Regions from separate parts of the Mus musculus genome. Here all the other regions are linked to region 4. A link is a contact called in public promoter capture Hi-C data. All regions are on one chromosome and are shown on one strand. Each heading gives the region's core, a stretch centred on a gene start, on an enhancer-like site or on the middle of the called end of the contact. The rest is flanking DNA. Distances are from core to core; before and after follow the strand shown. Region 1 holds the start of 4930502E09Rik (RIKEN cDNA 4930502E09 gene). Region 2 holds the start of Taf15 (TATA-box binding protein associated factor 15). Region 3 holds the start of Synrg (synergin, gamma). Region 4 holds the start of Zfp207 (zinc finger protein 207).

Region 1 (6,005 bases), core at 213-2,712, 4.4 Mb after region 4:
CAGTAGCTGGGGAGGGGACAGTCCTCCTTCCTGCAACAACTTCTCCCTTTGCCTCCACCCAAGGCCTCCTTACCCTTTTCTGTCAGAGGACTTTGAGCCATGGTGAAGATAGAGCCCTGCAGGTGGTCCTGCCAGGGCAAATAATGGGAATTTCTCTTGTCTTCTCCCAAATGGCATCTCCTCCCTATCTTTTCTGATCTGATGCTGCTCATAACTCCAGGAACCCCCAAAAGAATGTTAAGAGAAAAACTAGGGAGTTCTGGATCCGTAACATTTTATTTTCTCAAGACTTACAGGTTTAATGCCCTATTTCACCTACTCAGTCCCACCTAGGAAAATGAATCAGAAAAGAGAGAGAGAGAGAGAGAGAGAGAGAGAGAGAGAGAGAGAGAGAGAGAGAGAAAGAGATCTACAAGTAAATATTCCATTCACTCTTTAGGCTCATGGCATGTGAGTTGAGCTCAGATTTGAATTAAAAGGAGAGCTAGCTTCCACCCTAACCTCACCCTCAGTCATGGGTCAAACACTAGCTTCTTGTTCATTGGTTGGCCAGCACTTTACTCGGTGTGGCTTGGGTGAGGTTTGGGGACAAGATGAAACTAACCTAGTCACTTAGACTAGCCAGTTTTTTTTTTTTTTTCTTTTCTTTTTTTCCCCCTTCTCCCTGGCTGCCTAGCTAGCCCTTGACCTCTGGCTTCCTCTTTCACCTGCCAGTATAGGGGGCACAAGATGGCAGGGGTAAGGGAAGAGAATACCAGGGGTCAGGATTTGGTACTCTGCTGCGACACGAACTATCAGGAGTGAATGGCTCTTATAAAAATAGAACTTAGAGAGAACTTAGGTCCTCTCGCTACTAAACAGCACTCCTGCTCTCAAGGCCGTTGCAAATGGCCCTAGGGTAGTAGGCTCAAAAAGAGCAGGGTCTCTGGCTCCGGCCACGGCAACTCTCCCTCCCCTCACTCAAAGCCCTGCCCCATGGAAACGACGTACTCCCCCCTCCCCCAAGAGCGTCCCCGCTGCCTGGCGGAGCCTTACCTCGATGTTGCCAACGGTGCGGGCACAACCCACAACCTTCAGTCCCTGCTGGACTAATGCCCGGGCCACGGCCGCACCGATGCCCCCCGAGGCTCCCGTCACCAGTGCCAGCCGGTCGCGCCACCGCTCCATGCCAGCTCTAGTCATGGTCCCGAGCCGTCTGCCCACCTCGTTCGGCGAACCAGGCACTGGGAGCGGGGAGCTTAGTCTGGGGTTACTGAAGATCGGTGGCTCCCTGGTCACTGCAGTGGGGGACGCCGGCAACTTGGAGTTGCGCCTAGACCCACCCACTATTGGCCCGGCCTCCGGCCCGGGCTCCGCCCTCGGGACCTCCGCATTGGGCCACATGGCGTCCGAGTGGCCACCTTTTCCGGACACGCCCACGCCCGCGCACGAGCCCGTCCTTCCCGCGACAGGCGGAAACCGCACAGCCTTGAGGATAGGGGCCCACCGCGGAAGTGGGGCCTGACAGCCGGTGGAGTTGCTTTTACCGTGAGCGCTTCCCTTTGCGGTGGAGAGCCTCCATCTGCGAGGAAGAGGACGCACGCTCGCACGCACTCAAGGCCTCCTTTGCTCAATCAGCCCTACTTCCAAAGGCCTGAGGACAGGATGGGGGATCTAAAGGTTACTCCAGTGCCCTCCCAAACCACTGGTGACTGACAGTAAGGATTCAATCCAAAAAGCTTAAGGGCCTCTGCCATCAAGGCCAGTTGACCTGAGGAAGGGTTATTGTTCACTGTACCTGATCCTTTGGCTTCACTGGCCAAGTAAATGGTTAAAATACCCAAGTACTCTACACCTAAATGGCACCACGTCTTCAACCGTCCTTGACATCAACCACTCCCAGTCCTACAACGGCGCAAATGTTACACGATGTACATCAATAGTCACCCGCAGAAGCTGACAACTTGAATATCACGTGGTAGCCATAACTTTAAACAGCATGCATAATATACCCTTATAAGATTTTTGAGCCGGGCGTGGTGGCTCATGCCTTTAATCCCAGCACTCGGGAGGCAGAGGCAGGTGGATTTCTCAGTTTGAGGCCAGCCTGGTCTACAGAGTGAGTTCCAGGACAGCCAGGGCTATACAGGGAAACCCTGTCTCGAAAAAAACAACAAAAACAATATTTTTGTTTTTCTTTTGTGCAGGAGCCAACAGAGCTCTACCACAAGGCATGGTGGCACAAGCCGGTAAGGGGACATAAGAGACAGGTCCACGAGTTCAAGGCCATCCTTTAGTAGAGAGTGAATTCCAGGCCAACTGAAACATGAGCCCCTTTCTCAAACACAGTAAGTATACTGGCACATTAAGTGTGAAAAACAACAAAACAAAACAAAACAAAACAAAACAAACAAAAAAAAGAGAAGTGTGATGAAGGCTAGAGAGATGGCTCAGCAGTTAAGAGCACTAGCTGCTCTTCCAGAGGTCCCGAGTTCAATTCCCAGCAAGCACATGGTGGTGGCTCACAACTATCGAAAAAGGTCCGATGCCCTCTTCTGGTGTGTCTGAAGACACCAACAGTGTACCCATACATGCCTGATAATGCCAGCTGGTGGTACATGCCTTTGATTCAGCACTCAGCAGGCAGATCTCTTGAGTTTGTTGCCAGCCTGGTGTACAGTGAGTTCCAGGTCAACCCGGGCTACAGAGAAACCCTGTCTCAAACAAAACAAAACAACAACAACAAAAAATAAAAATAAAAAACCAACAAACTGTTTGATGTCTACCTTCTTCAGATAGCCATCCTTTATGATTTCTGGACATGGATAAGAAGCTCAAAGACCAGGCGCGTGCGTGCCTACCACAGTCACACAACCCATGCTGATGCAGTCCTAGGAGGCTGAGGCAGAATTGTAAACTTGAGGTTAGTGTGAACTAGTGAGACCCTGAGTTTAAAAGAAAAAAAATAAATTCACTTGGGGCCAGAGATGACTCAAGAGGCTAAAAACACTGCCTGTCCTTCTAGAGGACCCTGGTTCAATTCCCAGCACTCACCTAGCAGCTTACAAAGGTCTGCAGCTCCAGCTCTAAGTGATCTAATATCCTCACACAATTACACAGGCAATCAAGAATACCAATGCATTTTTAAAATAGGAATAAAATTTTTTCACTCACTAAGCACCCATCTGGCTATCCTTCATATGGCTGGAAGGGCAATATTAAAACTATTGCTTTTGCAGATCTTATGTAGCCAGGAGTGTAGTTCAGCTGGCAGAGTAAATGCCTAATAAAAAAAGAAAAAAAAAAAATGCCTAGCTGAGAGTATCTTTCCAAAGTTGTTTTGATGTTGCTCAGTGATCTACAATCCATTTTAAAGACAATTCCAAAGCTTGATTAAAGAAATGCCATCAACTAACTACCTATGGTGTGGTGACTCACACCTGTAAACACACCATACATTCATGAGGCTGAGGTAAGAGGATCATCTTCAGTTGAAGGCCAGTCTGAGGGGCAATGAGGCCTTACCGACAAAGGATGCCAATGATGAAAACGGAACTTAAGCATCACTGCTGCCCATCTGGAATCTAATGGACAGGGAGCCCCTACAATTCACTCTGGCCAGCCCCACTGTCCAGACATCACGTCCTACTACATTGTCTGGGGGGCCAAGAATTGTCACAGAGGCACAAAGCCCTAACTATGCATTTGCAGTGCTATTCAACCTAGTCTGTGTGTTGTGTGCCAAGTGCATTTATATGCAAGTGCCCAGGCATGTGTATGTACAGGGCGGAGTAAATTGGTGTGGTTCCTCAGTAACCGTCCATCTTTCTTTCATGACATATGTGATGGCACACATATTTAATGCCAGACCTTGAAAAACAGGCAGGCAGATCTCCATGAGCTCAAGACCTGCCTAATCTACGTGGCAAGTTCCAAAAACAACAAAAACCAAAAATACATTTATACATTTATTGGTGGCAGACATGCATGTCACATGCAGTCAGAGTGGACAACTTGCAGCGGGGGGGGGGGGGGGGGGATCAGTTCTCTCCATGTGTATCCCAGGAACCAGGCTTGGGTTTTGAGGATTGGTGGCAAATGCCTTCTCCCCATTGCATCACCTTACTGATCCCATCTTGTTTGAGACAGGGTCTCTCTTTGGCCTGGAGCACCAGTGCAGTAGGTCAGCAAGCCAGTACGTCTCAGGATCTGTCTCTGATGCCCAGCACTGGGATTTTTCTTTTTTATCCGATTTTGTTTTTATTCTTTGACAGATTCATAAAATGTATGTATTTAGTCCTTTTCCTTTTAACACCCATTACCCAGTTTTATCCCTCATGCAACTCGGGTTCTTACAAGCATCTGTCATCTCTCCATCACTGACCTGACCTATCAAATGGCAACAAAATACTACTCCTGGGAATCTCGCCCCTTCAGTACTCAAGACAGCTTGTGACAAGTGGTGATTGTAAAGCCATACTGAGTTCATGTTGGAAAACAAAGTACAATGTAGTCAGCTCTCAGGAATCCTCCCCTCCCAGCCTTAAAGGCTGATTACCAACACTCTGTCTTCATTCTTTTATGTCAATATGAACCTCTTTTAAGTTAAGGTGTTTCCGTTGCCTCCTTGGGAACTTCAAGTCTCATGAGGAAGGAAGAGGCTAGCCAGTGTTTAAATGCATTTATTCTTTAAGAACAAGACTAGAACTGCTTTTCTCAGTTATCAAGTCTCATCAAAGGAAGAATTCAGTCTTGGGCAGTCTGAATCTCTACCCTCATTTGCTCTTCATGCTCTCTCCATCAACAATGGTTAGATACAAAGTTCACGAGTGGCAAATACTAAAGTACCACCACGGTGAGTAGAAACATGTACACCACATTCTACTATGCGTATTAATAAATACTCTTTATTTTAAATTTTGCACATTGCCTTTAACATTCTGTCCAGATGCTTTGCAAGTGGATGTCTACTGTAAACCATATATCCAGCTCACTGTCATTTCTGTACAGAGGTGTAAGTACAACATTACTTTTGCCACTAAGTTGCTTTAGTAAGTCTCACAGGAAGAGAAACGTTTAATGAAGAGATGGCTTAAATCATAGGCAGGCCTGCGCAGCCACGAAACTAAAGACACAAGCCTGAAGAAAGAACAAACGAATGAGGTTACCTCCACCGTCTCCCAAAACAAGGAATCACATTGATTTAAGATTTAAGGTAAAATTTTGCCAGAAGTCACTAAATTAGGAGTTTTTAAAAGAGAAGGCGCAGTAGTCATCTTGAGTGTTTCATTGAAAGACAGAGCTATTTTATTTATTTAATTTGCTCCAGCCGTTGTCAGCCAGCCACTACAAACGGGCCTCTTGTGATCATTTAAGCGGCAGTATTTATTAAATTTCTCCTTCAGATGCTGTCGGTATTGTTCTCTATTGCTGTAGAAAGACTGGTTATTAGCCATAAATGACTGTATTTCATCTTGTGAGATAAAGATTTCCTCATCTGAAGTACATTCAGACTCATCCTGCAAATTAAAGCAGTAGTTAAGACCATGACAAAAAATGCAAAACACTATGCTTGGTGGGGCAACTAAAAATTAAAGCAGCCTAGCTTTTTAAGTTTTTACCCAGTCACACAATCTCTAACTGGAATGCTTACAGAATAAGCACCATGCAACCGGAAAATAAAACCTAACTCAGCTTGGTTTCAAACACTTCAGTCTATAATTACCTCCTATATACCTATGAGCCTACCTTTTACCACACTTCTCTGCCTTTAAAAGTGACTAAAAAGAGATGGATACAAATAATCACCATTTTATAAATAAGCAGACTTATCTCTAGCTGGTCTTATATTGAAAAACCTTTTATCTCTACAAATTAAGTAAAAGATAACTTTTTTTTTAATTTAAAAAGTACATTATATAGAATCACCACTAAACTGTACGATATACACAAAAATGAAACAAACAATAAAAATCTTAATATTCCAAAAGACAGTTCTGCCAGGTGTAAATAATGGAACGGATAGG
Region 2 (6,077 bases), core at 755-3,254, 3.1 Mb after region 4:
CTCTAGGGTTTCCCAGGTTCTACACACAGAGTAGATCTTAGGAAATGGAAACTGGATAATGATATAAACTTACACTGTCAAAGATGAGCAATACTCTGTATATCTTTCTTAAAAACAAAAACAAAATTAGAACCCAGAAGATCTTTCTTTCTCCTGTAGCCTGGTTCTCTACAATTGCATAAGCTCTTCTCTGGGTTCCTCTCCTCGATACAGATGCTAAAGTACCATGGCTCATAGTCATGAAAGAACTTTTATTTCTTTATTTCTTTAGCCTTGCCTTTTGGTCCTGTCTAAAGGTTCCTAAAATCCTCTGTCTATACAGATACAATGAGGAGAAAGGACCTCATGCTCTTTTCTGACCTGAAGGTATCAATTCTGAACTTACCCTTTCTTTGCTCCATTCTAGTCTTTTCCGCTTGGTCCCTGTCACAGTGCAGGACACCTCTATCTGGCCATTTCTTGCATAGGCTTTCATGGCCTCCTAAGTGTCTGTGACTTCTGCACTTCCCTCTGCAGTTACTTTATGAGTCCAGTGCACTGCGATCTCTCTCACTAGCATTATTATTAAGCCACTCAAGTGATCTTCCTGCTTAAAATATTTTGTTTTAAGACAAAAATAAAAAAGGCCCTCTGCAGTCCTGTGTGTCCTGGAACTCACTATGTATACCAGTTTGGCCTCAAATTCAGAGGTCCTCCTGATTCCACTTTCTAGTACTGGGCCATGCTACCTCAATTGGTTTTAAAAATTATCAGTGCTGGGAATTGAGCCCAGGGACTCAAGCATGTTAGGCCAGGCTTGGATCACTGAGCAAAATTCTTAGTCTCGCTTCTCTCTCCCACTTTTAGGCACCTCGCAACTCCAACCTATTCTTCATTCTACAGCTGGAAAATACATATCTAATCTCCACCTTTTGAAGTTCTCTAGTGGGTGGATCCACCACCTTCAGGACAAAGTTCAAACTAAGAGGCCTCAGCTATATACCCTCCTACTTTTCTGGCAAGTTCAACTTTTCTCCCCTGGAGGCTACACTTCAAACATATCAAATTACTTGTTCTACACCAAGTCTGGACAGATCTTTTGCCCAATTCAACTTGAATAACTCATCACCCAGGTCTTCGTTCAGGTGTCACTCACTCGGGGAAATGTCCTTGCAGATTCTCGAGTTTTCCAAGCCCTTTTCCCAACTGAGCTTACTCTACGGCTTTCCGGTAAAACCCCTTAGCAACAGGGTCTGGTTACCAGGCTTCAAAATTCCACCTTTGCCCTTGGTTAGCCTCAGGCTATCCGGCTGTATCCGCAACTGGGGGAAACTATTTCATCAGTCTGTTGTGCGAATTAAATGAGATGATGTAAGGCGCTGACAATTTAAGAGTTAGCTGTTACAGAGGACTAAGAAAGATCCATTCCCGTGTCTCCTTATTCCCGGAGCCAGTTATGCGCGTGACTTAGACTGAAGTCACATTTTTGTTCTGGTCTCACTTCGATTTTTTTATTGGACAAGGTGGTTATAACAGCCCCGGAGGCGATCAGGTATGGAGCTTGTCACGACTTTCGTTCCGCTCGCTGCCCAGACTCGGGACGCCCCCAAGTGGTTCAAGTTCTGCAGCAAGAGCCCGAGCGAGGCCGACCACACCATTCCCGATTTTAAAGGAAGAATCGACTTTCCCAGGCATTAAGTTCTTATTTATAAAAGGGGAGCCTCGTCTTTCGCTTCATAGCTTCAAAGTCTACCAGACCCGGTAAAACTAGAACTGGGGTTGTGAATGGGGCGGAGCGAGCTGGCTCGCTTTCCTCCCCTAGCCCCAGGAGGGCATTGGTACTTTCCTCTCTCAATTCCCTCTCAATAATGGTACGGTCGCGGAGGGGAGATCCGGGAGGACTCTAAGGCTCGGCGGAACGGAGTGGCGTGGAATCACCCCTCCGGCTTCGGCGCAGTGGTATCGCCTGCCGCGCGCTGATTGGCTGCCGAGGGCCCGCAGTCGGCCTCAGCCCGCCGCGCCGCCCTCAGAGCAGCTCCAGCAGCCGCGCCGCCTGGCTTTTCGTTTTCCTTGTTCTCCGCGGGCCGTGGCGGGGCTCCGCGCCGCGGCTGTTAGTCATGTCGGGTAGGTGACTCCGTCAGCGAGCAGCGGCAGCGGCGAGAAGGGGTCCGGTGGGTTCTGGCCGTCTTCCCGCCCACCGGAGGGCCGCGAGGGAAAGACTCCGGCCTGAGGGAGGCTGGGGTGGGGGGAGGGAGGGGGGCGGCCGCGTCGCCGCCATGTTGGACCGGAGGCACGCACGCTCCCAACGCTCCCTGGCTACAAATCACGGCGGGAGCGCCCCGGAGCTCTTTTGATCCTGCCCTTGGAACCTGGGGAGATGAGCAGCTCCCCGGGGAGGGTGTGTGTGAGTTGGGGGGGGGGCGGAGGCCCGTCTACGCCATCGTAAGGGCGGGGGGAGCCGAGATCTGAGCATCAGCCTGAGGACTGGGGGCTTCGGGTCCTCCGCGCCGACTCAGATCTCTCAGCGAGGCCTCCGGCCGGTCGTCTCGCCACCTCGTTCCTCTGTTTCCCCATCCGAGAAGTGGAGCTGGGCCTTCCTGACTCACCCATTCATCAGGTGGGAGTCTTACGCTCTGGGAGCCCTTTTCGAAGCACTTTGCCTTACCCGAAGTCGCGCTACGGTCATTCCCTCTGCTGTAACCATTGGGGTTGCGGGGCGGTGTTTGTTTATTGGGCTTCACCTTTGTACTCCCTCCTCCACTTGTTAATCTCCTGAACTTAGAATTAAGCCTTGCCAGTTACTGACGAGCACTTTTAGGTCTTCGTGGCATTTCCCTTAAGACTTTAGAGACCAAGGACAGCGTCTTCCTCAAATTAGTATTTATAGAGGCCACTGCTGTGTGGAAGTGAGGCTTTCCCCCCTCCGGACAGGCAGTCTGGGTCCTGTTAAACCAGAACTTAAAAGTCCTCTGAATTCTAACAGTTCCAGTTGACCACATAAGGTCCTTTCTTTGGGCTACACTTACAGGTGGCAAAGACAGACCCAGAACGAGAGTTCTTTACTTCTGAGGAAAACATTGCCTAAAGCCATATGGCTGAGATGACATAATGACTTTGGTAGTTTTTCACCTACTTATGAGAGAAAGGATCTCATGAGGTATCCTTGGCTCAACTGGAACTCGATATGGAGTCCAGGCTGGCCCCAAACTCACAGATCCACCTAACCGCTGGCACTAAAGGTGTGCACCACTATGCTTGGAAGATTTGCCCTTTTATTAATTAATTGGCAATCCTTTTCTAAAGGTTTTCCCAGTCCACCTGGAGGGATGTGTATGATCAAATCTGCAATTGGAGAAGATTCAAAAGGAGCGAGAAAGACGGGACAGAGAATGATGGTCTTCCCTCAGATTAGCAATGATACTGAGGAGCTAGAAATCTCATCTTTTTGGGTAGGGTACCTGTATGGTGGAAAAAGCTAGGCTGAAGTGAAGTTAGCTCTTTTTAAATTCTGCTTTTTGTTCAAACAAGGGATTATTAGTTCCAGAGGAGAAATTGGCATATTTTTTCCAGGTAAAGGTCCAGAAAAGGATGTACAAGTGCATCCTTAGGAAGGGTATATGTAGGTTAACCGTGACTTAGAAAATTAAATAGCTCTCTTCATGTAGGAATTACCAAGATTCAGTGTAAGCAGTGCTCAGGGATTGTTTGGGACAGGATCTTCCAGTGTGTCCTAGGCTGGCTTTGAACTCATCATCTTTTAACAGCTTCCTGAGTGGCATTGCAAGCTTGCTACATTTGGTCCACACTGTTGGTTTTTTATTGTAATTATTTATATAAGACAATGACATTTTTATAGGACTGAGTAATTTCAATGAAAGATTTAAATTTAAAGGCTTAAGTTAGGATTTTTTTCTTACTGTTATATACAACTTAATATGTTTTGTGATGTATATGAAATACCTTGACTTTTGAATAAGTGACTTGTTTAATGTGTGTTAAATTAATACACTTAACAGAATAAATCCCCCCCTGTAAGTAACTAGTATTATTAATAAGCTACATCCTTTAAACATTCCAGACTACACTTAGAAATTTAATTGACTTATTTAGATGTTTGCTGTGGCAGAAAGACCCATGGTAAAAATGTAGAAGCCAGTGTGGTATGCATAGAGCTATTTTGGCAGTTAACTGATAGAGAGTATAGGTCTTGCAAATCTAAGGACAAGTGAATCCTTCACCTGTTAGCCAGATAATGAAAACTGAAATCCTTATAAATCTTGGTTTTACAGATTAATTATAGATTTGAAGGACTATCAGTGAAGGAATGAACAAAGGGAAAAGTCCTAGTGTGTGCAGTAACCAGGAAGCTTAGATACTGAGTAGACTCTTAAGAGTTCGTAATCTGGAACCTTTTACTTTTAGTACTCATTTAGCCTTTAGGAGACCACAAAATATTATAAAAATTTAAAAAGTCTGGGCTAATTAATGTTTTTGGGTTCCTGGTTGGAAATAAATGAAAAACTTACTGTTCTTATTTTTGAGACATGGTCTTACTAGCTCTCGATGGCCAGGAACTCACAGAAACACCTGCCTCATATGTGCCGGGCTTAAAGGTGTTCACCAAGCCTCAGTGAGTTGAAGTTTTTTGTTTTTTTTTTAAGGTTTATTTATTATTATTTGTAAGTACACTGTGAGGAATTCTCACAACCTAGGTCCAAAGAATCTGAGAGACTCAAATTTTTCAAAAGGTGAGTTCAAGGTAAATATTGAACTAGGAGCAGCTGTCAACGAGTCAAACGACAAACAGGATTAGGGAAAATGTTTTTAGGTTGAAGATTTAAAACAAAAACCAAACAAACCCCTCCCCAACAATATATTATATGGAAAGGCCACATAGATTTGAAAAAAAGGAACAAAATATAATTTTCTAAAATTTCATTAGCATGTGGGTGTGGGTGTGCTGTGGTGTACCTGTGAAAGCCAGGGCAACCTTAGGCGGTCTCTTTCACCATGCAGGTACCAGATGCTAGACTCAGGTTGTCAAGCTTATATCAGGTATCTTTACCTGATGAGCTGGCTCACTCTTCCCTTCCCCCAGATATAATTTACAAAAGTGGTAAGTGAAATAGCAAACTTAGGAGAATTTTAGATGTAGTTGCAGTCTGTCTCACAAAACTCAGAAGGGTAGAGAAGAAACTAAAATTTTGGTGGGTATTGTTGTACACACTTGTCACCAGTGCTCAGGGAGCTGAGTTGGGAAGAGTTCTAGTTTTAAACCAGCATGAGCTACATAGGAAACTCCTGTTTTTTGTTTTGTTTTTTTTAAGATTTATTTATTTCATTTATATGAGTACAATGTCACTGTCTTTATGTCTTCAGACACCAGAAGAGGGCATCGGATCCTATTACAGATGGTTGTGAGCCACCAGATGGTTGCTGGGAATTGAACTCAGGAACTCTGGAAGAGCAAGCAGCCAGTGCTTTTAACTGCTGAGCCATCTCTCCAGCCTGGAAACTCTTGTCTTTAAAAAGAAAAAAATCTAGAAAAGTTAAATTGTTCTTATTTTTGAGACATGGTCTCACTAGCTCTAGATGGCCAGGAACTCACAGAAACACCTGCCTCATGTGTGCCAGGCTTAAAGGTGTTCACCAAGCCTCAGTGAGTTGAAGTTTTTTTTTTTTTTTTAAGTTTATTTATTATTATTTGTAAGTACACTGTAGCGGTCTTCAGACACACCAGAAGAGAGTGTCAGATCTCATTATGGATGGTTGTGAGCCACCATGTGGTTGCTGGGATTTGAACTCAGGACCTTTGGAAGAGCAGTCAGTGCTCTTAACGGCTGAGCCATCTCTCCAGCCGAGTTGAAGTTTTTAATCAAGAATTAGTTCAAACATGATGCCTAGGAATAATTTCGAGCAATCTATGAAATTACAGATTATAAAATAATAACCCATAGAAAACAATTTTAGGAGGGGCCCTGGAGCTATGGCTACTGCTCTTGGCACAGAGAACCAGAGTTGGCTACCAGCACTAACATCTTACAGCCCACAGTTACCTGGAATCGCCAGCTTCAGTGCATCTTACATCTTCTCTCTTG
Region 3 (5,818 bases), core at 1,925-4,424, 3.6 Mb after region 4:
TGTCTTCAGCTCAGCTTCCACATTAAACTTGGGACCCGATCCCTCAGTGTCTAGACCCAGCCTGGTGTGGTGAGGGGTGGATTTGGATTTGGAGCCTAAAAACTGATTCTAATAGGAACTTTCTTGGGTGACTTGGGCAAGCTGCTTGTCTAATGTGTGATGACCAGCAGGTTTTATCCATTCTGCCTCGTTGTCTTATTTGAAAGTGCATGTGCAAACAACACTTAACAGCAGTGTCCAGTACTTACCACAGAACCACTGGGTCAAGACCAAACTCTCTCCTTTGTGCTATGTAGTAGTGTAGTTGGTTATAACGTTTTTCATATGGACAGTGATTTTAATGCTAGACCAAGACGTAGGAAACATCTTTGTTCCCAGCTCCTCGGATGCTTTGCTGTATGGTAACTTTTAGCACATGTTTATTTAGCCTCGGTTAGGTTATAGAAGTAAATTCATATGGAATTTCTAATTCAGTATGTCTTCCTTTTCATAGGAAAAAGGTTGCTGGCCAAAACAGCAAGAAGAAAGAAACTCTCAAAGAGAAAAGTTAAAAAATAAATACCTTAGAAGGCAATCCCTGCAGTGTAACTTATGAGCCTGGCATGGATTCTCATGGAGTACTTACAACCATCTTTACCAAACATTTGAAATCCACAAGGATATGAGAGGACAGAATGGTTCTGATGTAGTGATGCATCAAGCTTCACTTTGTAGGTGGGATTTATACAATGAAAATAACAGGCATTGGCATTTCTGCCTGAATCCAGAGAGATACTTCTTATAGAAGAACAAGAGCCGATGCTAAAATAACACCCAAGTGTGGTGAACTCTTAAGGATTTTGCCCTTCAAGTGTGAAGGAAAGTGTGATGCATGCTGTGGAGAGGCGTCTGGAACAGAATTTTAAAATAAAACCTTGAGTTTGAGTGCACCATCCACACTTGTGTGTATGGAGAGCCAGCGCTGTGTGGGATGCAAACAAGAGCAGCAGCACAGGCCAGACACAGGAAGGAGCCTAGCACTCCCTTTAGTGTTTCTTTGTGGTAGGAGCCACAGTAAGGAGGTCCCCCATCTGTGGTTATCCAAATTCCAGAGGATTGGAAACTTGAGCCTGTTGAAATTGACCTGTACTGCACTGGGGAGGAAGCTTATGCTTAGCTGTCATAATGTTGCAACTGTAAGGTTATGATCAGCCTTTCCCTGTCTGACTTCATTCTCCATCATTTAACCATGTTCTTTCCTGTCTCTTTCCACCAAGATGACTGCCTGAAAGCAGATAGCACTCTATCCTATCCTGATGAGGAAGAACATTCCCGTTACACGATACACCTCGTTTCATTGTCTCAGATGCTTATCTTTGCTGAGACTTGATGGGCTTCAGCCACCCTCCACAGAGAACTGTGATCATTTGGACCAAGGCAGTGCACAGTATGCAGGTTTTCCTTAATTACCTGCTTTGTACAGTGGAATAAAAAAGGCTTGGTACAAGTTGAAGCACTTAAGACTGGAGCCTAGAATTTCTCAGGGCCTGTGCTGCCACAGGACTACAACATAAGTGACTGCCAGCAACTGAATTAAGCCTGTTTCCTTTACTCTAGGCAGTTGATACTTTAGTCTAAAATCAGCACAGTAGACCTCCTTTTAAATGTGTATTTGTTTTGAAAAGGGATCTCTGTATCCCAGACTGGCCTGGAACTCACAGCAATCCTCCTGTTTCAGCCCCTTTACTGCTGAGAATACAGACATGAGACTGATATTGAATAGATGGGATAAAGATTTAAAAAAAAAATCAGGCTTCATTTAAATAAACTGCTCTAGAGAATAAAAACTAAAAGTTTGTAATTGTTTTGTTCTTGCAGAGAGTTGAGTCAGTGTATATCCTGAAGTGGGTATACACTTGAAACCATTGCGGCTGCATTTTCATTTTAGACCTTCAGCTTTTCCTGTGTTTTAAGAGTAAAAGTGCCTATCTCTGTGTCTGAAGCTTTGTATGCTAACAGCACCACTCTTTAGCAACTAACGGCAGTGATGAAGTATAGAAACGATTATGTGGTATGGGGCTGTGATCTCAAAGCATCCTAACAAGACTCTTAACACAGGTGGGGAGTGTCCTTGGACGGATGCAGATAGAGATGGTAACAGATCGTGTTGATAATCCCCATTCAGTTATTTTCTCTTTATTTTTTCTGAGCAACCACCCAGTCCATGAAGTAGCTACAAAACTTGTATCAGCTTTTTTTTTAAAAAAAGGGTCAGGAATGGATTTAAACTCCTATACATATCAGTAAGGACTCTCCTATATAAATGCTAGCTTTGACCAGGGAAGAGGAAAAGTGAAATAGTAAACAAGACCAAACAAGGAAAACAGATCTCACAAATAGTGGGCGTGGTCCTAGTTAAAGGACCAAGGACTTTGAGGACATATTGGTGTGGACACACTGCAGCTCCAAGATCTGAGCATATTACAAGAACTTCTTTCAAGATTTTTTTTTCTCATTTCTAAAATAGCAGTAATAACTCAGGGACATCAGACTATTAAATGCACATAAAACTGGTCTAGTAAACTAATAACCTATTATAATTGTCTCAGCGAAAGCTGTAAGGCAAGAAGTGGCAGGGACTGGTTGTGATTGATCCATTATCTAAGAGCTTAACAAACTTACTTTCAACACATTTTACTTCCAGGTAGCTTGGTTAGGGTTGGAGGTGTCAAAGTAAAAATACCCTGTGTAGGTTCAGCATGTGCTCACGGTGCCTCACTATGGCAAAACCGACCACATGAGTAGGGCACCTTGGAGGATATCCTCTTCGTGTGTATTGGGTCCATGTATGCTCTAGATTGACTTAAGTAAAAGGTACTGTCAGTGTCTGTAATAGATGCTGAAGAGAGAGTGCCAAGGGAAACAGCTGTAAAGGCCCTCTAGGATCCGACTGCTGTGTAAAGGAACAGCAGAAAAGCACCTGTGTTCCATCATCTGGTTATATCAGGACCTACTGTGTGCATTAGTGCAGATCCGGGTTTGCAAACTAACTACACCAGCCGCAGTGCTGTGTCTCCTGCAGAATGCCACCGGGGCGCGCCGCTCGTGCCCGGGGGCCATGAAGTCACGTGGGCGCGCAGCCCCGCCCCGTCGTCGGCCCCGACTTGGTGGGGCGGTGTCTGCCCCGGAAGTGCCTGTCTTCGGCTGACAGCTGCTGGCGCGGCGGCGGCCCCGAGCAAGATGGCGCTGCGGCCGGGAGCCGGAGCCAGCGGCGCGGCGGGGGCGGGCGCGGGGCCCGGCGGGGCAGGCAGGTGGGTCGGCGGGGCGGGCGGAGTGGGCAGCCATGGTCGGCGGGGTGGGCAGGTGGGGCCGGGCGCAGGGGCGGCGGTTGCGGGGCGCGAGCGTCCTGGGGACCCGCGGGGAGCGCGCTCGGGTGCAGGCGCCACCGCACCTGCCGCGGGGCCTCGAGCGCCCGCGAGTCCCTGCTAGGCTTGCTGGGCTCGAGCTGCTGTCGGAGCGAAGGCTGTGACGGTCTAGTCGCAAAGCTGGAGGAACCGTTTTAAGACTGTACAGTACTGTCTTTCCTCTCATAGAGCGTCCTGTCCAGTCCTTTTTTCTTTTCTTCACATACAAATAGAAAAATCTGAAGACCTTTGAATTAGTAATTGTCTTGAGATAAAGCCCGTTTAGTAGAAAAAAACATTTGTCTGACTCCTTTTAAAATAGACATTTTGAAACAAAGAAAATTCACTGACCAAGAGCAGTATGCTCCTCTTAAAACAAAAGCTTCCAGACTTTATTGAGCTCCTTTTAAAAATAAAAATCTGCTCTTTGTTCTATTTCAGATAATTTTTAGGCTATGCTCCCTGTATCCAGAATGGTAAAGGGGTGTTTGTAACTCAAGTTCATTTTCATTTGACAAAATGTTTGATTCCAGAAAGTCTGCTCCCCTTTCTATCATGACTCAGTTTGTGTTTATTTAATTAGCTGACATATAGCACACACATTCCGAGATAAAATTAGCTTTTATTTTTAAATATCCTAAGTTATCTTTGGAAAGCGAAGTATTTGGGTTTTTTTTTTAATGTATAGTTTAATTTTGGAATCACCTACACTTCAAATGTGTAAAAGATTTTAAAGTAACCGTCTCCTTCAGGTGCATATTGTGAATACACACACACACACTCATTCACGGAAGGAAAAAAAGCAGTCACTTGAATAAAGCAACGGTGTGTGGCCAGGTTTTCTGCTTCCTCTACAGTCTTTGACTTTAAACTTAAAACATTTTCCTTCCTCCTCTGGTTTTGTCACTGTTTCGTTGGGGTCTTTCATTAGTGAGCATTAGAAATTGCTTTTGCCTGCAGAATATATACAGGATGACAATTTCTAAAGTGGCATTCTATTAATCTAATCAAATGTATGAGTAATAATGGGACCAGTCCTAGAAATTTTCAAAGAATTTCATGTTTTAGGCACAAATGTTTTCAAAAAAAAAAAAAAGGAAGACCCCCTGGGCACAGAAAAATTCAGTGTGTTGCTCAGTTTGGTTTGTAGTATTTTAATGCCACTGGTCCAAGGAGCTGCACTGGAGAATGCCTGTAATCCAGCTCTGAGGAGATGTAGGCAGGAAGATCAGGAGCTCAAAGACATGCTCAGCTATCGGGAGAGTTTGATGTTAGCTTGGGTACCCTGAGATCCTGTCTTAGGGGAAAGAGCATGGGCAATAAACTCATGTGCACTCCAACAGGTAGTAAATCCATAGGAGACACAAAGTGATTACAATGGTTGTTGAAGGGTATTTGGTGTTACATTTGTTAGATACTTTTGGGGGCTGAGAAACTGTATACTCAGGAATATTTTGGTTTGGGGAAAGCGATACTAAGAGCTGAAGTTATCTATAAGAAACCTAACAAAGTAGCAGAGTATAACTGAAGAAAAACAGAAGCCAACACTCTTCTTTCGAAGCTTTCAGTGGGAGAAAGAAATTACCAGCTGCAACTGACTCTGAGGGCTGCCTTCTGCCTTGGATACTGTTTCTTAAATACTTTCTTTTAGCTACTTAGTTTCCTTAAAGGCTAGCCAAAGGCAGCCACATGCAAACAACCGCTTTCGCCTCTTGCACTGAATGGACTATCCTAGAGTAAATGCTTGAGACGGATAAATGACAGTATTTGCCTTTAACCAAGTAAAGCAACAGAGTTGAGAACAGTCTGGGTGAGTCTTTAGTGACCCCACTTGTAATCATGTGGAATGACTACACATGTAAATGTGTAAAATGTTGTTTATTTTAGCTCAGGCTAGAGTTGAACAGATAGCCCAGGGCAGTCTCAGATTTGTGATCTGACTACCTCCATCTCATTATTGCTAGGTCTGTGGACTCCACCACCCTGATCTAAGTATCATTATTCTTGGTGTCCTAATACCACAATTTCTCAACCTGTGGGTCTGGACCCCTCTTAGGGGTGGGTCACACATCAGCCAGTTACATTATGATCCATAGCAGTAGCAAAATTACAGTTATGAAGTAGCAATAGAATAATTTTATGGTTGGGGGTCACCCCCACACGAAGAACTAAAGTAAAGGGTCACAGCGTTAGGAAGGCTGAGAACAAACCTCTGCCCTAATGGGTTCAAAAGACTCAAGACAGGCCCCGGTGCTCAGAGTGTTCACAAAGTAACTTTAACCCTCTGCTTCCCTGCCCTTCTCTCTTACAAGCTCTGGGAACTTCTTAGTCTCTCCATCCTCTGCTGTTTCTTACCTATCCTGGCATGGTTTTTAAGTGTAAGTGTTTGTGAGTATCCACAAAATGCACAATAGTGAAGTCGATTTTGAGCTGCA
Region 4 (6,667 bases), core at 517-3,016:
TTGTTTATTGTTTGTTTGTTTGATAAGACAGGGTTTCTCTGTGTAGCCTTAGCTGTCCTGGAACCCTCTGTAGGCCAGGCTGGAGATCTGCCAGCCTCTGCCTCCCAGTGTTGGGATTAAAGGCAAGGCTGTGACTCTACATTTTTAAAGCACAAGCTTGTAGAGTCCTATTGATTCCACTTATGGGGTTCATCTCATGAAAACAGGGTAGTGTCCTAGCAACCGTATGAACTCAGAAACATCAGATTCTCATAGATCTGTGCAAACACAGTATAGGTTGTCCCGAAGACAGAATTCAGACAGAATTGAAAGGCAACCTAAGACTTTGGGCGGCAGTATTAGAAAATTGTAAAAGTTAAAAAAAGGAGTAATTAAGCCAGGCAGTGGTGGTCCATGACTTTAATCCTAGCACTTGGGAGGCAGAGGCAGGCGGATTTCTGCTTTTGAGGCTAGCCTGGTCTACAGAGTGAGTTTCAGTGCTCTTAACAGCTGAGCCATCTCTCCAGGCCCCTCAATCTTACTTTTAAATGAAGTTTCATGTATCCCAGGCATTATTTAATTCACTATGTAACTGAGGTTAGACCTTTAACTCCAGCCTCAGCCTCCTGGAATTCCCTGATTGCAGGCATGTTCCACCAACATTTTTTGTTTGCGAACCTTTCTGTGGTTTCAAGAGACTTCAGCATATACAATATCCAATTCTCTTACACTCTTCCTTGCCACATTTTCCAGGATTATCTTTTGCCAGCAACACTTTTCCTGTCTTGTTACTTTTAAGTTCAAATCCTCAAACACTGCATTTTATCAGTAATTAAAACTTCGATACAAGGTTTCTCTACATAACCCTGAATGTTCTATGTAGGCAGGAACCTGGCTATACATTCAGATCCACCAGCCTCAGCCTTTTGAGTGCTGGGATTAAAGGCATGCACCATCCATGCTTGGCTCACTGCATTTTAAAAAAAAAATTTTTTTTTTTTTATTCAAAGACAAGATCAGGCTTTGTTCTCCAGGCTAGCCTCTAAGTCTTAGCCTCATAGCATTTTCTGTCTTGGCCTTCTGAGTGCTGGGACAACAGACACAAGACCCAGGTAATAAGATAACTTAAGCTTTCTCCCACTGCATCTTCTTTCATCTTTCTAAACATTCCTATGTTCTCCGAAGCCGCTTAAGGATTGCCTTTTTGCGATTCTGAAGCACTTCACATTTCCCTTATCGCTACTGCTGATCTCACCCATACTGCTTCCTAGACTGTGGTTCACTGAAAAAAAAAACGGTAACTCTTCCTTGACCATATACGCCCCACTCCCGAAAGGCAACTGAAACAAGATTTAAAAATTGACCAGGTCGCAATCCGGGCGTGTGCCTTTAATCCCAAACAGTCGCTGGCAGGCAGAAGCAGGCGCATCTTTGAGTTTGAGGCCAGCTTGGTCATTTCCTCTATCAGCAGGGCTATGAAGAGACCCATCTCAAAAAATAAAAGCAAAACACACAACAGCAAAAAACAAAACAAAACAAAACCCAAATTGACCATGTCCCAATTATCTTTATTTATTTGTAATCTATCCTTAATTATACTCCTAATCTTTTCCTCCCTTCAATTTGCATACGGGATAGCCGACGTACTGGATGACCCAAGCTCTAAAGGATCAGCGTCCTCAGCCCGGGAGCGCCACCACCACTTAACCCCATTAAGATGGCGGCAGCGCCCGCTCAGCCACTCAGGGCCGAAGCCTGCGTCACGTGACCCGCACAGCTCTCACCGCGGTGGCTGATGGGAGGTGGAGATAGAACGAGGGTGTCGGCCATTTTGTGTCTGTTTCCTGCGGGACGCGCTGGTGGCGGTTGGTGTGGAGAACTCTGCGAGTCTCTTGGGTTTTTTGTTTTTTGTTTTTTCCAGCTTCTTTCCGCCTCTATTCTGCCTGTTCTGTAGGGCGCAGTTATGGGTCGCAAGAAGAAGAAGCAGCTCAAGCCGTGGTGCTGGTATCCTTTGTGGGGTTGACGTGGAGGCCGAGCGTGGGTGTCGCTTCTTGAGAACACAAGTCTGATAGGTTTGGGTTAAGCCTGTTTGGTAGGGCCCGGCCGGGCCCAGCCGAGCCTTTGTGCTGTGGCTGGGTTAGGATTTGGGGTGGTTTCTTGTAAAATGGGGTTCTTCGGGCGAGAGGGCTCCGGAGTTTGGTGGCGCTGAACTCGGTGACTCAGGCGCTTGTTTGTCGCGATCATTGGGCCTGGAGACGTTCCCCAAGTGCAGTCGTCCCTAAGAACTCCTGTCTCCGTTGTTTCGTTGAAGACCCCACAAAGGGACTTGAGTTTGGGGTAAATGTCCTGACTCCCTGGATAATTGAACTGTGACTAGCCCCCCCCCCCTCGCGGTGAAGAATCGGCTTCCGCCTCTCTTTCGGGCGCCTTAATCTTGGGGAAGCGGTTGCTTAACTGGGTGGAGTTTCTATTATCGTTACCCAATTTTGTAGGACTGGTTAAACTGTTAAGAAGGAAAACAATTTTCTCTCTTTTTTTTTTTTTTTTTTTTTTGTGGATAACGTATTACGCTAAACTGATTTTTTTTAATCTATTACAAGAAAACTATTTGTCTCAAGACAAATTTGTTTTTAAAATAGTTAAGTAGCTAAAAATCCGTCACGAATTATTTAATGCACTCACAGAAAAAGTCTTGCGAGGTCAGAACTCTTAGTATATGCGAATTTACATTTCCTGAATGCATAGATTAATAATGAAACTGGAAGAAATTTTATGGATTCTTAGTTGAATGTGCCCTTTGTCATGAGTTGTATAATGGATTATGAATTCCCAGTTTCAACTCTATTGTATATTTAATGAATTGTGAAATTGCCTCCCCCCCCCCTCTGTCTTTTTATTTGGGATTGGGGGTCTGGTTGTCTGGAAATTGCTCTGTCCACCAGGCTGGCCTCCGCCTGTCTCTGCTTCCCCAGTGCTGGGATTGAAGGCATGGATCACCACTGCCCAGTTTGAAGTTGCCTTTTCTTTTGAAAAGAAATATTTTGAGTTAGTCTTGCTGTCTGACCTGGCACTCAGAATAAATATCTGCCTTTGCATGTGGAGTGTTGAAATCAAAGGCATGGGGTATGCCAGGCTAAAAGATTTTTATTTGGGCTTATGATCTTAGACTGCATACCAAGTTTATCTAGTTCAGATGTAGTCATTCCTGCCACAGATTGCCTGCAGTGTGCCACTGGTCCTGGCTCACTTGATTTTGGTTAACCCTTTCTCCTTCATGGAACTCCTTTTATTTGTTTTTGTTCTTTAAGACAGGTTTTCTCAGTGTGTCTCAGTCTGTCCTGGAACTTGCTCTGTAGGCTAGCCTGGCCTGAAATTTAAGAGTTCCACTTGTTTCTGGCTCCCAAGTGCTGCGATTAAAGGCACTACTGTCTAGCTGACACTCTTAGCATGTACATTTGTAAATGTTGAAATAATTTAAAGGTCAAAATTTGGGGTGTGTGTGTGTTCTTTGTGGCAGGGCTTCATGCTATGCTGGATCACAAAACTTGAACTCTTGGTTCATCCATGTAGCCTGACTGCCCTGGAACTTACTCTGTAGATCAAGGTGGCCTCATTCATATTTGCCTGGTTTTGCCTCCTGAGTGCTGGGATTAAAGGCATGCACTACCATAGCCCCGAAAATCTGTAAATGCATGTTTCTCCTGCCTCCACTTGTGCTGGGGCTTTGTAGGTGTGCCCTACACCCAGCATCCAAACTGCTGGAAGTTGACCAGCCCATTGCATGCTAGACAAGTACCCTAACAATGGAGCTACGTTCTCAGACCGGGAGGTACATGATTAATGTAATTTCCAAATATAAATACTAAAACTGAATTGTTTTTTGTTTTTTTGATTTTTCGAGACAGGGTTTCTCTGTAACCCTGGCTGTCCTGGAACTCACTCTGTAGACCAGGCTGGCCTTGAACTCAGAAATCCACCTGCCTCTGCCTCTCAAGTGCTGGGATTAAAGGCATGCGCCACAATTGCCCAGCTTTAAAACTGAATTTATATTAAGTTCCCTCCTTTTTTATTAGAAGTGTGTGTGTGTGTGTGTGTGTGTGTGTGGTGTTTTGCCTACATAGGTATGCTGTATACCTAGTGCTCTAGGAGGACAGAAGAGCATTAGAATCACCGGGAACTGTCATTCTGGTTGTGAGCTGCCTTATAGATGTGGGAAAAGAATCTGGGTATTCTGAAAGAGCAGCAAATGCTCTTAACCTTGGAGTCATTTTAACATTTCCTGTTAGATGAGATGAAAGGCATTTGTTATATTATTTATATTGAGGCAGAATCTCACTATGTAATTACTTTTGTTTCCTTTAGTTGGCAGGAGGGCAATTTTGTGCAGTTTTTTAACCTTAATGATGACCAGGTATTGTAACAGAGATTTTGATGATGAGAAGATCCTTATACAGCACCAAAAAGCAAAGCATTTTAAATGCCATATTTGTCATAAGAAATTATACACAGGACCTGGTTTAGCAATTCATTGCATGCAGGTAAGAATTTCTCTTCTGTTTTGACCTTGTCCCATTGTGATTTGTAACCACATGAATAATATTGAATTTGTCTTTGGTTGTTTATATATTGGGTAAATAGCCAAATCTACTTAAAACTCAGGTATGTGTTCTATTCTCTTTTTTTGGTAGGTGGTAGGGATAGAACCCAATTGATAAGCACAAGCTTTGGCACAGGAGTACCTACCTAGAATTCACGTCTGTTCTGTGGCCATTAAGAAGATAAGTGGACTTGACTGTTAATTTTGAGACAGTTCTTACTTAGTATTTATTCTAGCTGACTGACCTAGAATGTTGTTATGTAGATTCGGCTACCCTCAAATTCACAAAGATACTCTTTCCTCTGCCTCATAAGTGTATTCAGTTTTTTGTGTGATGAGTATACAAGAACACACCCTATTTGGAAGTATTGTTGTGTTCAATGTCCAAATTGCTTGCTTGCTGGTGCCCCCGTTTTTTTTTTTTTTTTTTTTGTGTGTGTGGATTTGGACGCATAGTTTGAGTACATGAGGCTGGGAGGTGTTCTTTGGAGCTGAATTTTCAGGCAGCTGTGAGCTCTTATTTGGGTGGCAGAAATTAAACTCAAGTCATCTGGAAGATCAGGAGTGCCTCTAACTTCTGAGTTCTTCAGCTTCTCTTGAGTTTTTTCATAATGAAATAATGAAAACTTCAAAATTTGTATTTTTGCATCCTGATGTCATAGTTTATATAAAGGCTGGACTTTGTAGTTTAATGGTAGATCTTTTGCCTAGCATCTTTAAGGCCCTGAATTTGATCTTTAGTACTACCCCTTTTCTCCTTTGTATTATTGTAGTAGCCATTTAGATGCATCTTTTTATGTTAACTTACAATTAATTGTTATGTGCTCATTAGTACACAGTTGGCTTTAGAAGGCAGAAGAGGGTGTCGTCCCCCTTGACCTGGAGTTACAGATAGTGGTGAGCTATCAGTTGTGGGTGCTGCAAGCCAAAGCCTGTTCGTCCTTAATCTCTGAACTATCTCCAGCCTCATTAGTTTATTGTTTGTGCATGTTCACTTGGAGTTTGTGGGAGGACTAGGAATCTGACTTTGTTTTTTTGAGACAGGGTTTCTCTCTGTAGCCCTGGATGTCCTGCAACTCATTTTGTATACTAAACTGACCTTGAACTCACAGATTTATATTGTGAAAGAAAATAACAAAGTGGTCTGTCTCATCATAAATGATAGAGAAAATGAAAACAAGACAACTAATAAGACTAGGAAGCTGTCAGATGAGAAGAGATCTGAAAAGGAAGTAAATAATTTCCAAGGAATAGCAAAATTCAATGATCTTTGTTTTTTGTGATTTTTTTTTCCTATACTAAATGAAAGAAATGGCAGTAGTAAGTTAGTTAATCTGAATGAATGAAAGGAATGTAGGAAGTAAATATAGTACACTTTGATGTTTCTATGCACCTGTAGCACTATGCTGACAGTCTAACCCTGGGCCTTCAGAATTCTAGGTTTCTTTTCACTTGTTCTGTTGCTACAAAGCAAGAGCTTTGGCCCAGTTTTCGCTGTTTTGAGACAGGATTTCTCTGTAGTCCTCACTCCTCTGGAACTCACTGTTGATACCAGGCTGGCCTTAGATTCAGAGATCTGCCTGTTTCTGCCTCCGAGTGCTGAGATTAAAGTCAAGTGCAAACACTGCCTAGAAGAAAGTTTCTGACCCATCAGTCACCATGAGTAGTCTGCTGAGTAGTTTCTAGTTTAAAAAAAAAAATTTTTTTTTAAAGGTCCATAAAGAAACCATAGATGCAGTACCAAATGCAATACCTGGGAGAACAGACATAGAGTTGGAAATATATGGCATGGAAGGTATTCCAGAGAAAGATATGGATGAAAGACGGCGACTTCTTGAACAGAAAACACAAGGTAAGATTTACATGTGTATTAAAATACATTTTCACCTTGAGAGTATTGCCATTTTGAGACTTAAATGAACATAGGTTGTCTGGCTTGCACCTTTATACCTGCTGAGTCCTCTTCCTGTCTGAGTAGATGTGATAACAGCTTTGTATCACTGCACTGAGCTCCCAAATTGTAATACTGCTTAAGGTTTTTTTTTAAGATTTATTTATTATATCTAAATACACTGTAGCTGTCTTCAGACA

What was found. Promoter capture Hi-C pulls out the DNA fragments that hold promoters and counts their contacts.
Region 1: a promoter capture Hi-C map of pre-B cells shows a contact between it and region 4. The contact joins the promoter of 4930502E09Rik here to the promoter of Zfp207 in region 4. A contact is called at or near these places in 1 of 39 promoter capture datasets (pre-B cells) and 2 of 484 Hi-C or Micro-C datasets (CD4 T cells and CD8 T cells).
Region 2: a contact with region 4 is called in a promoter capture Hi-C map of pre-B cells, with 2.4 times the contacts expected there. The contact joins the promoter of Taf15 here to the promoter of Zfp207 in region 4. A contact is called at or near these places in 2 of 39 promoter capture datasets (cranial neural crest and pre-B cells) and 1 of 484 Hi-C or Micro-C datasets (CD8 T cells).
Region 3: a contact with region 4 is called in a promoter capture Hi-C map of pre-B cells. The contact joins the promoter of Synrg here to the promoter of Zfp207 in region 4. A contact is called at or near these places in 2 of 39 promoter capture datasets (liver and pre-B cells) and 1 of 484 Hi-C or Micro-C datasets (CD4 T cells).

Annotation. Positions count from the first base shown.
Region 1 is chr11:84,827,716-84,833,720 of GRCm38.p6, forward strand. It overlaps 4930502E09Rik (RIKEN cDNA 4930502E09 gene), which reads left to right and starts at 1,463. Exons shown (of 3, transcript NR_046281.1): 1 at 1,463-1,697; 2 at 2,187-2,327; 3 at 2,775-3,153. Dhrs11 (dehydrogenase/reductase (SDR family) member 11) reads right to left here and starts at 1,288. Exons shown (of 7, transcript NM_177564.5): 1 at 1,036-1,288. The coding sequence starts at 1,182. Ggnbp2 (gametogenetin binding protein 2) reads right to left here. Exons shown (of 14, transcript NM_001364114.1): 14 at 4,646-5,498. The coding sequence ends at 5,295.
Region 2 is chr11:83,471,104-83,477,180 of GRCm38.p6, forward strand. Taf15 (TATA-box binding protein associated factor 15) reads left to right here and starts at 2,005. Exons shown (of 16, transcript NM_027427.3): 1 at 2,005-2,103. The coding sequence starts at 2,097.
Region 3 is chr11:83,961,257-83,967,074 of GRCm38.p6, forward strand. Synrg (synergin, gamma) reads left to right here and starts at 3,175. Exons shown (of 20, transcript NM_194341.2): 1 at 3,175-3,290. The coding sequence starts at 3,220. Ddx52 (DExD box helicase 52) reads left to right here. Exons shown (of 15, transcript NM_030096.2): 15 at 494-1,832. The coding sequence ends at 551.
Region 4 is chr11:80,381,513-80,388,179 of GRCm38.p6, forward strand. Zfp207 (zinc finger protein 207) reads left to right here and starts at 1,767. Exons shown (of 12, transcript NM_001130169.1): 1 at 1,767-1,983; 2 at 4,391-4,517; 3 at 6,290-6,428. The coding sequence starts at 1,943.